Linked DNA regions of Sus scrofa: region 1 is linked to region 2. A link is a contact called in public Hi-C data. All regions are on one chromosome and are shown on one strand. The core of a region is the stretch at or near the end of the contact, and the rest is flanking DNA. Distances in the headings are between cores, read along the strand shown. Region 1 holds the start of WDR45B (WD repeat domain 45B). Region 2 holds the start of TBCD (tubulin folding cofactor D).

Region 1 (6,848 bases), core at 876-3,375, 73 kb after region 2:
TTAATAAACCTGCAGATGCGACCCTGGGTCACAGGGACACTCAGAGTCTCCCCGAGAGGGTCCTGGGCAGCATCTCCTCCTGGGGCCAAGGCTGTGGAGACCCTAGGTAGTGTTTTCCTTACAAAAGGGGGCTGGGCTCTCCCACAGCACCTATGGCAAGCCTGTGCCCCTCTGCCTGGCTCAAACCCCGTCTGCCCTCAGAGGTGGGAGTGGCTTGACAGGGTCCTGCTCTCCCTTCCCATCTCCCCAGAAGACTTGGGGCTCGTCATGGGGCCAGGAGGGCCCCCATCTGGGGGTCTAGGGGGTGGTCGTGAGGCCGCGTGGGCCCCCATCTGGGGTCCAGGGGGTGGTTGTGGGGTCTGGGGGAGAATCCTCCCAGACCTCTTCCAGCTCTTGGTGGCCCGAAAACCTTGGCTTTCGCTGCCTTGACCACACCACCCCAATCTCAGCCTCCACCACCCCTGGCCACCCTCTCTGTGCCCCTCCCCCTCCTCTCTCCAAAGGAGAAGGTTTGCCATTGGACTCAAAGCCATCTTCCCAGGGTGAAGGTGAGCCATCTTAGAATCTTTAATCATGCATCTGGGCGGACAAATTGTTTTTGTTTTTGTTTTTGCTTTTTAAGGCCGTACCCGCGGCATATGGAAGTTCCCAGGTTGGGGACTGAATCGAGCTGCAGCTGTCAGCTCCACCAGAGCCACAGCAGTGCCGGATCCTTAACCCACTGAATGAGGCCAGGGATCGAACCTGAGTCCTCACGGATACTCGTTGGGGTCATCACAGCTTCGGCTTGACGGGAACTCCTGGGTGGACACATCTTTGAGGCTCCTGTCAACCCCAGCGCAGTGGGTGCAGCGCCTTGAGCTTCCTGGTTAGGCTGTGGTAAGGAGATGCCCCACAAACACCCCAGCCCGGTACCACAGTGGAACTGAGTGACATGTGAATTGGAGGTGGCCTGGAGGTAGCCTCTGGGAAATCAAGAGAAAAGCTGGGCCCCTCACTTCCCCACGCGCCGCCCAGGACCACAGGTAATTGCTGGAGCTCCAGGTGGTAACAGCCAGACCGGGCTCCAGCAGCAGGGTTCCTTGAGTCTGGGATGTGCCGCAAGGGGCCCTGGGTCTGGGATTAGATCTCGTCCAAACCATGGGTTGCTGCCTGTCCAGCCCTGCCAGCCTGCAACCCCCACGGTGGATGGAGTGAGAGGGTTGCAGGTGGGTGGGTGTGGGGGGAGGTGGACAGTGGAGCGGAAGGCCGGAGGGGTCTCTGCGGGGGGACTCACAGGCCAGATGCTCCTGCCTCTGTGGCCTCTTGAGCTGGATAGGAGCTGGGCTGGCTCCTTGGTGCTGGGAAGCCCAGAACCTTATCCAGGGATGGGCTGGATCCCAGGGGCTGTGTGTCCTGGGGTGGGGGGTGAGGGTGCCAGGTGTGTGTCCTGGAGATTCTGTGTCCTCCCACTCTCCACATAGTAAAAAAATCTGCGTGTAATTTGGAGTCAGCGCTCCTATCGCGTCACTGCGGTTCTGCACTTGCTGCTGCACTTACTACTGAAAAATGCCTGTGTAAGTGGCCTGCATTGGTCAAGGGTCACCTGCACTTCCATTTCCTCTCTTCCACCCATTTTGGTGTTTTTGCGTACATTTTACTAGCATTCCTGTAAAAACTCCATAGTGCACTGTCATTTTCACCGAGACACATCTTTTTATCAATTAAAAATAAGAAAAGGTCTCTTACGTTTGCCTTAATTTACACGATTTCCGGGGGAACTTGAGTTACTGTGGGGGTCTGGGCCCCGCCTGCTCCTGAGGGTCGAGGGGCACAGCTGTTACTTTGAATCGAAGTTCACGGGTGGGTGGGTGGCCCTAGCGGGGGTGTCCTCCCACCCAGGCAGGCGGTTCCGGGCCCCCAGCCCTCCCCGCCCTCTCCAGATGAGGCCCCGCCCCTCGGGCCAGGCCCCGCCCCAGAAGCGGCCCGCCGGCTCCGCCCCCAAGATGCCCCGCCCCTTCTGGCGCGGCCCCGCCCCCCGTGGACGTGACGCTCTCGCGCTCCTAACCGGCCTGCAGGCCCCGGGTGGATGCGCTCGGAGCTCCGCGCTCCCTGGCTGCGCGCGCAGGTGGTGGCCTCTCACTTCCGGCCGCGGCGGCCTCCGCGCTGGCCAGACAGACCCCGACGGCCCCGGCCTCCCTGAGCGGCATGCGGCGCTGAGGCGCGGCGGACCCCGGGCGGCGCCATGAACCTCCTACCCTGCAACCCGCACGGCAACGGGCTGCTGTATGCCGGCTTCAACCAGGACCACGGTGAGGGGAGTCCCGCGGAGGCCCCGGCCCCGGCCCTCCCGCCGCCGCTGCTCCTCCCGGGCGGCGTCCCGCCTGGGCCTCCCGCTCCCCCGGGCGGCGTCGGCGCCGAGCCCAGGCGGCTCGTCCGCGGCCCTGCACGCCCCGCCCCCCGCCCCCGGCGCCCCCTCCTGCCCCCCGGGCACCCCTCCGCTACGCCCCTCGGCCGCCGGCCCACCGCCCCGGCCCGCCCTCGGACCTGACGGGCTTTCCCTGCGGCTTCAGGGTCACCAGCGGACGGGCCCGGGTCGAGCGAGGTGCGGACGCCCGGCCCTTCGCCGCCCTCCCCCACCCGCGCAGGCCCTCGCCCTCGCCCGCGAAGGTCTTCGCCTTTTCTGCTGGTTTCAGAAGAAAATGCCGCCGGATGCACATTTTCTTCTTTTGTTGGGTGCAGCACGCCTTTGGGGAAATGGCTTGTTTCGCGTTTCGAGGCCGGCGGGGTGCGGGGCCCCTTGTTCGCCGGCTTTGGAACCGGACTGTAGAGGATCCAGAAGCAGGAGCTGCGGTGCCGGTATTTGTGGAGAAAGTTCTGAGCAGATAGATTCAAACAGACCGGGCCGGGGTCGGCCGGCTCTGTCGGCGCGGGGTCAGTGGCTTGTGGGGTGCTGGCTCCGAGGTTCTGGCCTGGGGCCCAAGGAGACTGACGTGTGTCCGGGGACCGGGGCGGGGCAGGGTCTTGGAGGGGTGGGGCTGGGGACCGCAGGCGGTGTGGCCCCACCGCGGGGGTTTCGGGGTGCGCTTGGGGGGCCACTTGTTAGACGCTGGGGAGTAAGCAAGGGGTTGAACACTATGAGTTTTGAATTCCAGAAGGAGGACCAGCAGGTTTTTAATAGGTTTTGATAGTAATTGAGAACTCTTTAAGGAGTTAACGTGGTTTTGAAAACTCTTTGAGAAATGTGCTTTCAGTGAAAACAGGTGGGTAAGGGAGGGGAGAGGCAGCTTCAAAAAAAAAAAAGAAAAAAAGGCAAAATCGAAAAGCTTGCTGCCTCTGAGGCCCTTAAATGCAAGGTCTCCTCTGTCTCCTTAGTGGCAGACGAATCCTTGTACTAAGTTTCAGCATAAGGATAGAGGCTTGTAAATGGTGTTAATTACTTTACAGTGACATTTATCCTTTTTTATTAAATTTTTTATTGTTGTTGATTTACATAGTTCGGTCAGTTTCTACTGTACAGCTCGGTGAACCAGTGACCCTCTTTCTCGTATTATCTTGAGCCATGCTCCATCACAAGTGATTGGACATAGTTCCCAGTGCTGTGCAGAGGTCTCTGTCTACCCGGTCCTAAATGTAACAGTCTGTGTCTGTTAACCCAAACTCCCACTCCCTCGCCTCCGAAACCACACTTTGGCTGAGTCTGCCTCTGTTCTGAAGGTAGCTTCAGCTGTGCCACATTTTAGATCATTTACACTGTTTTGTGTTTTGTTTGTGTGTTTTTTTCATTTGTGGCCACCCAGTGGCATATGGAGCTCCTGGGCCAGGGATCAAATCCGAGGAGCAGTCACGACCTAAGCCACAAGTGTGGCAACACCGGATCCTTGATCCACTGTGCTGGGTGGGGGATCGAACCTGCGTCCTAGTGCTCCCAAGAAACAGCCAGTTCCGTTGCGCAACAGTGGGAGCTCCGGTACTGCTTTTGTAAAGGTTTCATCAGGAGTTCCTGTCGTCTCAGCGGAAACGAATCTGACTAGCATCCGGGAGAATGCAGATCCGATCCCTGGCCTCACTTAGTGGGTTAAGGATGTGGTATTGCCGTGAGCTGTGGTGTGGTTCACAGACACGGCTCAGATCTGGCATTGATGTGGCTGTGGTGGAGGCCGGCAGCTGTAGCTCCAATTCGACCCTTAGCCCGGGAACTTCCATATGCCTGGGGTGCAGCCCTAAAAAGACCAAAAATAAAAAAGTTCCATCAAAGATTATTTATTTAGCTTTTTAGGGCCGCACCTGGGCCATATGGAGGTTCCCAGACTAGGGGTCAAATCAGAGCTACAGCTGCCGGCCTGCACCACAGCCACATCAATGCCAGATCTGAGCCACGTCTGCAACCTACACCACAGCTCACGGCAGCAGCAGATCCTTAACCCACTGAGCTAGGCCAGGAATGGAACCCCCAACCCACAACCTCATGGTTCCTAGTCGAATTAGTTTCCGCTGTGCCACGACAAGAACGCCCATCAAAGGTTGTTTTAAAAGTAGAGCTTCGGGAGTTCCCGTCGTGGCGCATTGGTTGACGAATCCGACTAGGAACCATGAAGTTGCGGGTTCGATCCCTGCCCTTTCTCAGTGGGTTAACGATCTGGCGTTGCCGTGAGCTGTGGGATAGGTTGCAGGCGTGGCTCGGATCTTGCGTTGCTGTGGCTCTGGCGTCGGCTGGCAGCTACAGCTCCGATTCGACCCCTAGCCTGGGAACCTCCATATGCCGCTGGAGCGGTTCAAGAAATGGCAAAAAGACAAAAAAAAAAAAAAAAAAAAGTACAGCTTCGGCTTTTACATGGTTATGTTTCAGATGTCTGAAAAATAAATGCGCTTTTAACAAATCATGAGGAAAGTTTACAGTGTTACTGAAAAAATATGCTTTTGTACTTAAGCTTTTGGTTATCCTTAGGCTAACTCACTGTAATGCAGATTTATGCCGGAGGGCTGAGTTCATTACATTCTGGTTTTATTCATACTGATTTTTTTTCTTTGAGGGCCACACCTGTGGCATATGGAAGTTCCCAGCCTAGGGGGTTGAATCCGAGCTACAGCTGCTGGCCTCCACCGCAGCCACAGGAACGCCAGATCCGAGCTGCATCTGCAACTTATACCACAGCTCACGGCAACGCCGGATCCTTGACCCATTGAGCAAGGCCAGGGATCAAACCCGCATCCTCATGGATACCTGTCAGATTCATTTCCGCTGAGCTAGGATGGGAACGCCCATGTTTATACTGATTTTTAATTTTCACTCAGTGTTTTTTGTGTTGTTTTTTTGCCTTTTCTAGGGCCGCTCTCTCGGCATATGGAGGTTCCCAGGCCAGGGGTCTAATTGGAGATGTAGCCGCCGGCCTACGCCAGAGCCACACAGGTTCCAAGCCATGTCTGCGACCTACCCCACAGCTCACGGCAATGCCGGATCTTTAACCCACTGAGCAGGGCCAGGGATCGAACCCGCAACCTCATGGTTCCTGGTTGGATTCGTTAACCACTGAGCCACGACGGGAACTCCTTCACTCAATATTTTTAGCACGTTGCAACTTTGGGTTTAGAAACATCTGCTCATAGCTTATTATTATTATTTTTATTTTATGGCTGTGTCTGTGGCATTTGGAAGTTTCCTGGCTAGGGGTCAAATCACAGCAACCCTGGATCCTTACTCACTTGGTGAGGCCAGGGAACAAACCCATATCCTCTGGCAGACTGTGCTGGTTTCTTAACCCGCTGAGCCACAATGGTAACTGCTTTTATAATTGTTGTTGTTATTATTATTTGGTTAAGGCATGTAGCAGCTCGATGTGGGATCTTAGTTTCAGACCTGAAATTGAACCCAGCCGCGGGGTGAAAGTGCCAAATTTTAACCACTAGAACACCGGGGAACTCCCTCATAATTTTATTTTATTTTCTCTTTTTAGGGCTGCACCCATGGCATGTGGAGGTTCCCAGGCTAGGGGTTTAACCAGAGCTACAGCTGCTGGCCTACACCACAGCCACAGCAACGCAGGATCCAAGCCTCATCTTCGGCCTACACCACAGCTCACAGCAGCGCTGGATCCTTAGCCACTGAGCAAGGCCAGGGATCGAATCCGCAACCTCATAGGTAGTAGTCAGATTCGCTTCCACTGCACCACGACGGGAGCTTCTGTCCCTGGCTTTGTATTCATGTCACGTTTGTGGGATTCCTCCCGCGTTGTTGAGTCGATCGTTCCCGTTGGTGTGGTGTCTCTGTGGCTTATCTGCTCTGCTCTTGGTGGGCGTTTGGGCCAGCGCCAGCTCGGGGCTGTTGGGAGGGTACCAGTGCTGCCGGGAGCCCTCTCCCACCTGCCTCTTGGTTCCCGGGTGTCGCTCTTCCTACGAGGCTCGTGTCGGGAGTGGACGTGCCCGTGGGAGTCGGGCAGACGGCTTGCTGCCCTGGTGGTCCTGCTTCGCCCTCCACCCCCAGGCCCTCCTCACACTCGGCGTGTTGGCCTTCGTCTTGGCCTCTTGGGTGGGTGGGTGTCGGTGTCACTGTGGCGGGTGTGAGGTGGTGGCTGCGTTTCCCAGATTCTGCGCGTGTAAGGACCGTTTGGTTGTGCTCCTTTGTGAGGTGTTCAGGCCTTTTGCTCGTCTTTCTGCGGGGTTGGCTGCTTTTCCCTTGTGGATTTATAGGGATCGTTTGTGTGTTTTTACACAAGTCTTGTCTGGTGCCCGTGGAGCCCGGGGGCTGCTTCAGCGCATCTCCAGATCCTGAGGGCCCTCTCACCGTGAGAGGGTTTATGCGTGACTTGGATGGAACAGAAGCTTGTTCTCCACTCCGGGGGGTGGCCGACGGGCGAGAACAATGTCATCCC
Region 2 (7,733 bases), core at 2,577-5,076:
GGGCCTGAACAACTCCCACAGCTCACACAGGGTGACATTCAAATTCCTCAGGGCCAGAGTGCAGAGTCCTCGTGGAGCACCCAGAGCAACCAGCAGACCTTCCAGAAAAGTCTTCCTTAGTATAAGGCTTAATTAGAGAAAATCTAGAGAAAAAGCTTTTTCTCCCTAACAAAGCTTAAACAGGATTGAAAGGATATCACAGTGCAATTAACTAAACTGTTTGCTGAACTTCCATACTCTTAAAAAACAAAAACTTAAAAACACCCATCAAGCTACCAAACACAATGTCTATCATCCACTCAAAAATCACCAGACCTGCAACTGTTTAAAATTACTGTGATCTCAGAGTTCCTGTCGTGGCTCAGTGGTTAATGAACCCAACTAGGAACCATGAGGTTGCGGGTTCGATCCCTGGCCTCGCTCAGTGGGTTAAGGATCCGGCGATGCCGTGAGCTGTGGTGCAGGTCACAGACACGGCTCAGATATGGTGTGGCTGTGGCTGTGGTGTAGGCCGGCGGCTGTAGCTCCAATTCGACCCTAGCCTGGGAACCTCCACATGCCGTGGGTGCGGCCCTGAAGACACACAAATAAAGACAAAATTACTGTGATCTCTGACAGAAGAACCAGACAACAAAAATGGCCAGAAATGACAAAGATGATAGGATTCGTAGATATAAACTTTAAAACATAGGAACTATGTCTAACCACTTGTGATGAATCTACACATGTATGTATAACCAGGTCACCACGCTGTACAGTAGAAAACTGACAGAATACTGTAAACCAGCTGTAATGGAAAAAATAAAAACCACTATAATAAATAAACTTTCAAACAATACCATAAGAACTACAATACATCCTCAAGGATGCTAAAGAAAACAAACAATACGCAAAAAGAAATAGAGGATGTTTTAAAAACAAACAGAATTTCAAGAGCTGGAAAAAATAAGACCTGAAGTGAAAAATTAAATTGGATCAACAGCAGACTAGACACTACAAACGAAAAAAAATCAGAAAACCTGAAGATACAATAGTAAGAACTGTACCCTACGGGAGAAAAAAGGAAGTGGACAATTAAAGGGCCGCAGGGCACTGCCGAAGTATCAGCCGAGTTCGTCAGCAGACGTGTGACTGGAGTCCAGGGGAGAGGAGGAGGCAAGGACAGAGAAAGCGCCTCAGTGGAGCTCCCGCCGTGGCTCAGGGGGTTAAGAACCTGACTAGTGGAGTTTCTGCTGTGGCTCAGCAGAAACGAAGCCCACTAGCGTCCACGAGGATGCAGGTTTGATCCCTGGCACTGCACAGTGGGTTAAGGACCCGGTGTCGCCGGGAGCTGCGGTGTAGAGGTCACAGGTCCGGCCTTGATGCAGCTGTGGTGTAGGCCAGCAGCTACAGCTCCAATTCAACCCCTAGCCCAGGAACTTCCATAGGCCGTGGGTGGGGCCCTAAAATGCGGAAAAAAAGAAAAGAAAAGAAAGAAAGGCCTAGAGCAAGTCATACCCTCCTAAAATACCAGGTTCTAGGAACCTCCAGGGGCACAAGAGGCTCCTGAAGCCATAACTCAAAGGTGGACGCAGCATCGCTGGGCGAGGGAGGACAGAGGACCTCCCGTCTCCTCCCGGCCGGCCTGCTGACCATGCCTCAGATGGGCGGACTGTGCCGGGACAGTGGACATCTCTGAAAGCTCATCTCCACAAGCCCGCTTGTTACTTGAAAAAGAAAAACCAGCAGGCACCTGTGTGCACACACTGACGCCTGGTGCCTCACGGGGTGACGCGTCTAAGGTCTCAACAGCCCTGGGGGCAGCAGTGCTGACGACATGGCACCCCAGGGAGAAAACTCAGGACAGAGCAGCTACACGGCAGTGGAGGGGACGTAAACCGGGGAGGTCCAGCCCTGGGGTTCCTGACCCACTGCCACCCCCATGAAGGTCCCGGGTTCAACTGAAGGTCCTGTCTCGACCTTCCTCCTTCCCAAGTTCACCGCCAGGAGCACGTGTTCCTACTGCAGGTCAAGAGAAAGGGGAAAAAGCGTTATGGGGCAAAAAATAAAGAAAATAGTAAGACCCAAAAGAAACAAACCAGAAAGACCATTCCCTCTATGCTAAAGTCAAGGAAACCCAAGCCTCAGGGTCTCCACTTGTGAAATGCAGACGCCACAGAAGCACACAGTGAGATTCAAGACGATTACACAGCAAGGCACTTACCCACTTGCTCCTAGGTGACAACATGTGCCAGAGATGAACAGACCAAAACACACGTGATGAGCAAAAGAAACAGCAGCAAGGAAGCAAGTAACTCAAATACACCTGCCCGCAGCCAAGAGAACATGCGGAATGCCCACCACCATCACCAAGTCAGACCCGGGCACTTCATCCGTTTACCGCTGCTGGTGAGCACGCACGCACGCGCACACACACAGGTGCACACGCACACTGCATACCCCAAGGCCTTTGTGATCATCTGTAACTGATAAAATCGAAACCATCAGCCTCTATTCTTACCTAGGTGTGGGTCCAACAGGTGAGGCTGCTCCTGATATTTGTCCATTATGACTAAAGAGAAAAACAAGGTAAGATTAACATCACTGAGGCAGACAGACACAGGTGCTCTGGAAACACATGCTGACTCCCAGGGCAGCTCCCAAGAGTCCAGGCCACCCGAGGGAGCCCCCCCAGGGCCACTATGTCCTGGCCTCGCTCTCCACCTGCCCAGCACTCCTTCCTCCCTTTGCCCCTGCTGACAGCCAAGCCAGTTCTCCCCTCCGTGAAACACACACGCTGCCCTGCCTTCACTCTCCCAGTGCCCCACACACCAAGCAACTGCCCTCGGTGCCCTCGCACCACGGGCCTCCTTGACTCCACCGAGCCTGGGCTCACTCCTATCCGATGGGAGCAGTGCCTTCGCCTACGGCAGCAGTCTGGACCACGGTCAGTCCTCCTCTGACCGCTCCCCAGGCTGGGACAGCCCGTGGGCCCGCACGAGGTACCGCCGGTGCCAACCCCGGGGACAGCCGGAGACACAGACTCAGAGCAATCAAGCCACCAGCCCAGGTGGCAAGGGGCTGTCCCTCTCCCAGGTGAGAACTGTCATCACAAAGCCCGGAAAGCAGAAGGCGAAGAAATTGCTTTAGTGAAAGAGGCCCTCGAAGACGGTTTTACTGAATCACAAAACCCTGCTTAGCCACCTCAGCAGGGAATCCTAAGAAATCGTTCGGACGTTGTGGGTCGGCTCCAAGGCTCTGTCTACACCTGGAGAATCCAGACCGACCCTCAACCTCTGAGGCGCGGGTCGATCCGCCATCCCGACGGCGCTGCTCGGCCGGGCGGCGGGTCTGCGGCTAACGGCTCGGGCGGCGGCCCCACACCCGCTCGGCCTCGCCTCTCCCCTCCGGCTCCCGCGCAGCCCGCACCGCCGACTCGGAGGAACTGCGCTGCGCGACCGCCCCAGCGCCGGGGCACAGGGCGGGGCGGCCCACCCCTCGCTGCCCCACTGCGGGACGTGGGCCCGGAGGACCGGCGCCCCGGGTCCGCGCGCGCCGTCTCCGGGCGCAGAAAGGAGCGGGTCCGGCGCGGGCGCTCGGGGCACCTGCGCGCCCCCTCCCTCCCCCGACCCGCACGCACCCCGGAACCGCTCCAGGGCGCCCTCCCGAGCCGCGCGGTCGCCGAGCACCGCGGGCAGGCGGCCGAGCAGCTCCCGCGTCTCCGCGCTCTCTCCGAACGACTCGAGGGCGGCGCCGCGGGCCAGCGCCGCATCCTCCGCCGCATCCTCCGCCCGGTCCTCCGCCACGTCCGCCGGGGCGCCCGGGGCCAGCTCCTCGCTCAAGGCCATCCTCCGCGGCCGAAAGGCACCCGCGACCTCGCAGCTGGCTCCGCGGGGGCGCTGGGCGCGGGGCAGGGGCGTGAGGCGCGGAGCACCAGGCGTGAGGCGCGGGCGGCGAGGCGCGCTCCCAGCTGAGGCGGAGGAGGCGGCAACGACGCAGGCCCCGCCCCGCGACCTCCGACCTTGCGCGCAGGCCCCGCTACGGAGCGCGCCGGCCGCCAAAATAGTGCGGGGGGCGGCCAGGCCGGTGTGGGGGCGGGGCCCAGAGGACCGGACCTCAGACGGGCCGCGCCCCCTTCCCCGCGCACGCGCACTGCGTCCCTGCGTGGCCGCGGTCGCGTGTGTGTGTGTCTGTGTGTGTGTGTGTCTGTGTGTGTCTCTGTGTCTGTGTGTGGCGGCCTTCCAGCAAAGCCGTCTTCAGGCGCAGGTGCACGCCGCTAGGCAGTGCACTTTCCAGAGAAGAGGCCGTCGGGCGCTGGTGATGCCAGGAGCTAATTGGTGATCCGGGAGAAGTGAGAACGGTGCGGCTGCAGGCTTCAGAGATGCACTCTGGGTGTGCCCGGTGCCCCGCAGTCTCGCCCCTCCACGGTGACAGCCGGACACCCCGACCACCCCGGACACCCCAGACACCCCACCGCCCCAGGCACCCGTCAAGGCACACCCCCCACCAAGGCTCCCGCCCCCTCCACCCCCCTCCGTCCAGCAGAACACCAGCTGCGAATGGGGCGCGCGCGGGGGCGGGGGGGGGAGCTTCTTTCCAACCATCCACCTCAGTAAGGGTGGCCTAGGAGCCCCGCTCAGACCCCGGGATGCTGCGCTGGGCCAATCCTGTGGTCCCCAGTTCTCCCTAAGCCAGAAACAGGAATCCACAGAGAGACGCGACACCAACTTCCGCCTAAGCGAACCCCAAACCTGTGTGCATTTCTATACAACTGTCATGAAAGGACCCAACTCCACGTTCCGCAAGATGGATAGGCCATGAGCCTGTCCGAGACCTTTCAGGTGGTCTGGGCCCCCCTAAGTTAGCCCAGCTGCAAGGAGGACACAGGTGAAGCCGAGCACGCGGTTCCATCCCCGAGACCCCAAGGGCTTTATTGTCCTGAAGTCCCTCCGGCGCTGCGGCCCCAGCTTTGCGAGGCGCCTGAGCGGGGACGGGACGGAGCCGGCTGCTACTTGAGAAGCTTCCGCATGGTGCCCAGGGACGGGCTCCTGTACTGCCGCCCGAAGTGGTTCCAGTGGTTTAGGTAGTTAAAGAGCTGGTAGAGCAGCAGCCGCCTGTCAAACCCGGGAGCCTTGGGGACCTTCCGGTGGTAGGCGGTGAAGAAGGGCCTGGGAAAACCCCCGAACATCAAGGCAATGGCCAGTTCGAACTCAGAGTGGCCGTAGAAGGAGGCCGGGTCATACACGACGGGCCCCAAGTCGTCCTCCGCCACGTTTCCGGACCAGAGGTCCCCGTGAAGAAGGGCGGGGACAATCTCTAGGCCACAAAACAGATCCGGGATCTTCACCTAAGGAAATAATTATGGGACACAGAGTTACCCCGGGCCTGGCAACAAGGTATGTTCAGGGTCCGACCACCAAGCCCAGAGAAAAGGACCTCCGGCTCCAGGGGGATGTGATTTTGTCTCCGCGTGTACTAGGGATTTAGGTCCAGAAGTTCTACAGTGCTAATGATTTCCATCCAGGGAAGAACTTCAGAGGTGATGGCGTTATTGCCGTGTGCGATACGAGCCGTATCACCTGCGTGGCGTTCTGTTCTTCAGTAACTTAGCAAACGTTCTTGCTCTTCCTTCGTTTCACGGCACACTTGCACCAGCACCTCTTTTGTAGCCTGATTACTTCAATAGTGAGTTAAAATTCCATGAATGCGTGCTCAGCCTGAATTGATTTGCAAGTTCTGTCTTTTTGGGTTTTTGTGGGTTTTTTTTTTTTTTAACAAGAATTTAAGAGTTTGTTTTTCTTTCCTTTTTAGGGCCACGCCTGCAGCATATGGAAATTCCCAGGCCAGGGGTGGAATCGGAGCCACAGCTGCCGACCTGCACCACAGTCACAGCAATACAGGATCCAAGCCGAGCCTGGGATCTATGCCATAGCTCACAGCAACGCTGGATCCTTAACCCACTAAGCAAGGCCAGGGATCGAACCCACATCCTCACAGACACTATAGTGGGTTCTTAACCCACTGAGCCACAGCAGGAACTCCGCGAGTTATGTTTTGAAACCAGCCACTCTGGGCACCTGCTGCCCACATCTGCTCCGAGAGGTGAGACGTTTGTGTCTTGGTGAGAAGGCAGAACAGCCTAAGAGCAGCTAAGAAAGTAACAGTAAATGCCATTTACAAGCCAGGCACCTACATTTCCCATGGGGAAAGTTTGAGGTTAAGTAGCTGGTGACCTAGCAGGTGAGAGGTGTGCTCAGGGGCCAAGTGCCCCACCCCCTTCCCAGTTTCCCCATCAAGCCAATAGTCAGGCACTTATGTGTCCACACCTTGCCCAACTCTGCTCAGGCTCAGTGGCCTCCATCCTGGCTCTATCTAGCAGAGAGCGCCACAGAAATGTGGGCTCAAAAGACAGCCCCACTCCCAGGGGATAACTGCTGTGCCCACCTGCAGCCGTGACCAGAGTTCTCGTGCCTCTCGGTCAGCATAGTCCTTCTCAATGAGGTCCAGCTGTGCTTGGAGCCGGTGCCGCGCGAAGAAGGTTGGCCAGTCGTCCTGCCACTCGTTCACCTGGGCAACAGGGAAAGGAAGGGCTGCTGCTGGAGCTGGTGCTCACAGGACAGAGTTAAGCGTGAAACCTGCCTAAACCCTAGAGCACCCACTAAAAGAGCACAGCAAAGATTATCACTGGCCAGCAAGGGAGATAAGTACAAAGACGTAGTTAATTTGAAAGAGAGCAAAAGGAAGAAAAAAGAGAAAAGAACAGATAAGAAATAAAAAAGAAATGGCAAGACAGAGTCAAAGCTAACCATAGCCATAAGCACTTAAATGTGAACGGTCTAAATGTCCCAGTTGAATGACAGAGACCGACAAGTTAGAGAAATAAAGCAAGGCCGGGTTAGGAGTCCCCACTGTGACTCGGCAGTAACAAGCCCTACTAGTAGCTATGAGGATTCAGGCTCCATCCCTGGCCTCACTCAGTGGGTTGAGGATCCGGCATTGCCATGAGCTGTGGTGTAGGTCACAGAGGTGGCTTGGATCTGCTGTTGCTGTGGCTCTGGCGTAAGGCCAGCGATTGTAGCTCCACTTCTCCCCCAGCCTAGGAACTTCCACAGGCTGCAGGAGCAGCCTTAAAAAGGGGTGGGGGTGAGGGTACACCCAATTATAAGCTGTGTACAGGAAAGGCACTTTATATTAAAAATAAAACAGGTATTCCTGTCGTGGCTTAGTGGAAACGAATCTGACTAGCATCCATGAAGATGCAGGGTTGATCCCTGGCCTTGATCAGTGGATTAAGGATCCAGCATTGCCATGGCTGTGGCGTAGGCTGGCGGCTACAGCTCCGATACGTTCCCTAGCCTGGGAACCTCCATATGCCTCAGATGCAGCCCTAAAAAGAAAAATAAAATTAAATAATAAAATTAAATAAAATAAAAATAAAAAAATTTTTTGTCTTCTTTTCATTTTTAGGGCTGCACTTGCAGCATATGGAGGTTCCCAGGCTAGGGGTCAAATCGGAGCTGTAGCCGCCGGCCTATGCCAGAGCCACAGCAACACCAGATCCGAGCCACGTCTGCGACCTACACCACAGCTCATGGCAACATTGGATTCTTAACCCACTGAGCAAGGCCAGGGATCCAACCTGAAACCTCGTGGTTCCTAGTCAGATTAATTAACCACTGAGCCACGACGGGAACTCCAATAATTTCTTTTTTAAAGAGAGTTGCAACATTTATTTCAGGTTCTCTCTCTCTTTT

Evidence for each region. A called contact is a pair of places that touch in the nucleus more often than the background predicts.
Region 1: a contact with region 2 is called in a Hi-C map of liver, with 1.6 times the contacts expected there. The contact joins the promoter of WDR45B here to the promoter of TBCD in region 2. A contact is called at or near these places in 3 of 5 promoter capture datasets (fetal liver, fetal skeletal muscle and liver), 5 of 47 Hi-C or Micro-C datasets (embryonic fibroblasts, fetal liver, liver and 2 more) and 2 of 2 datasets of contacts at active chromatin or transcription factors (alveolar macrophages and skeletal muscle).

What each region holds. Positions count from the first base shown.
Region 1 is chr12:520,710-527,557 of Sscrofa11.1, forward strand. WDR45B (WD repeat domain 45B) reads left to right here and starts at 2,126. Exons shown (of 10, transcript NM_001190296.1): 1 at 2,126-2,291. The coding sequence starts at 2,225.
Region 2 is chr12:445,549-453,281 of Sscrofa11.1, forward strand. TBCD (tubulin folding cofactor D) reads right to left here and starts at 3,827. Exons shown (of 40, transcript NM_001244105.1): 1 at 3,620-3,827; 2 at 2,501-2,551. The coding sequence starts at 3,827. It overlaps FN3K (fructosamine-3-kinase), which reads right to left. Exons shown (of 6, transcript XM_003131131.5): 5 at 6,424-6,546; 6 at 4,879-5,326. The coding sequence ends at 4,988.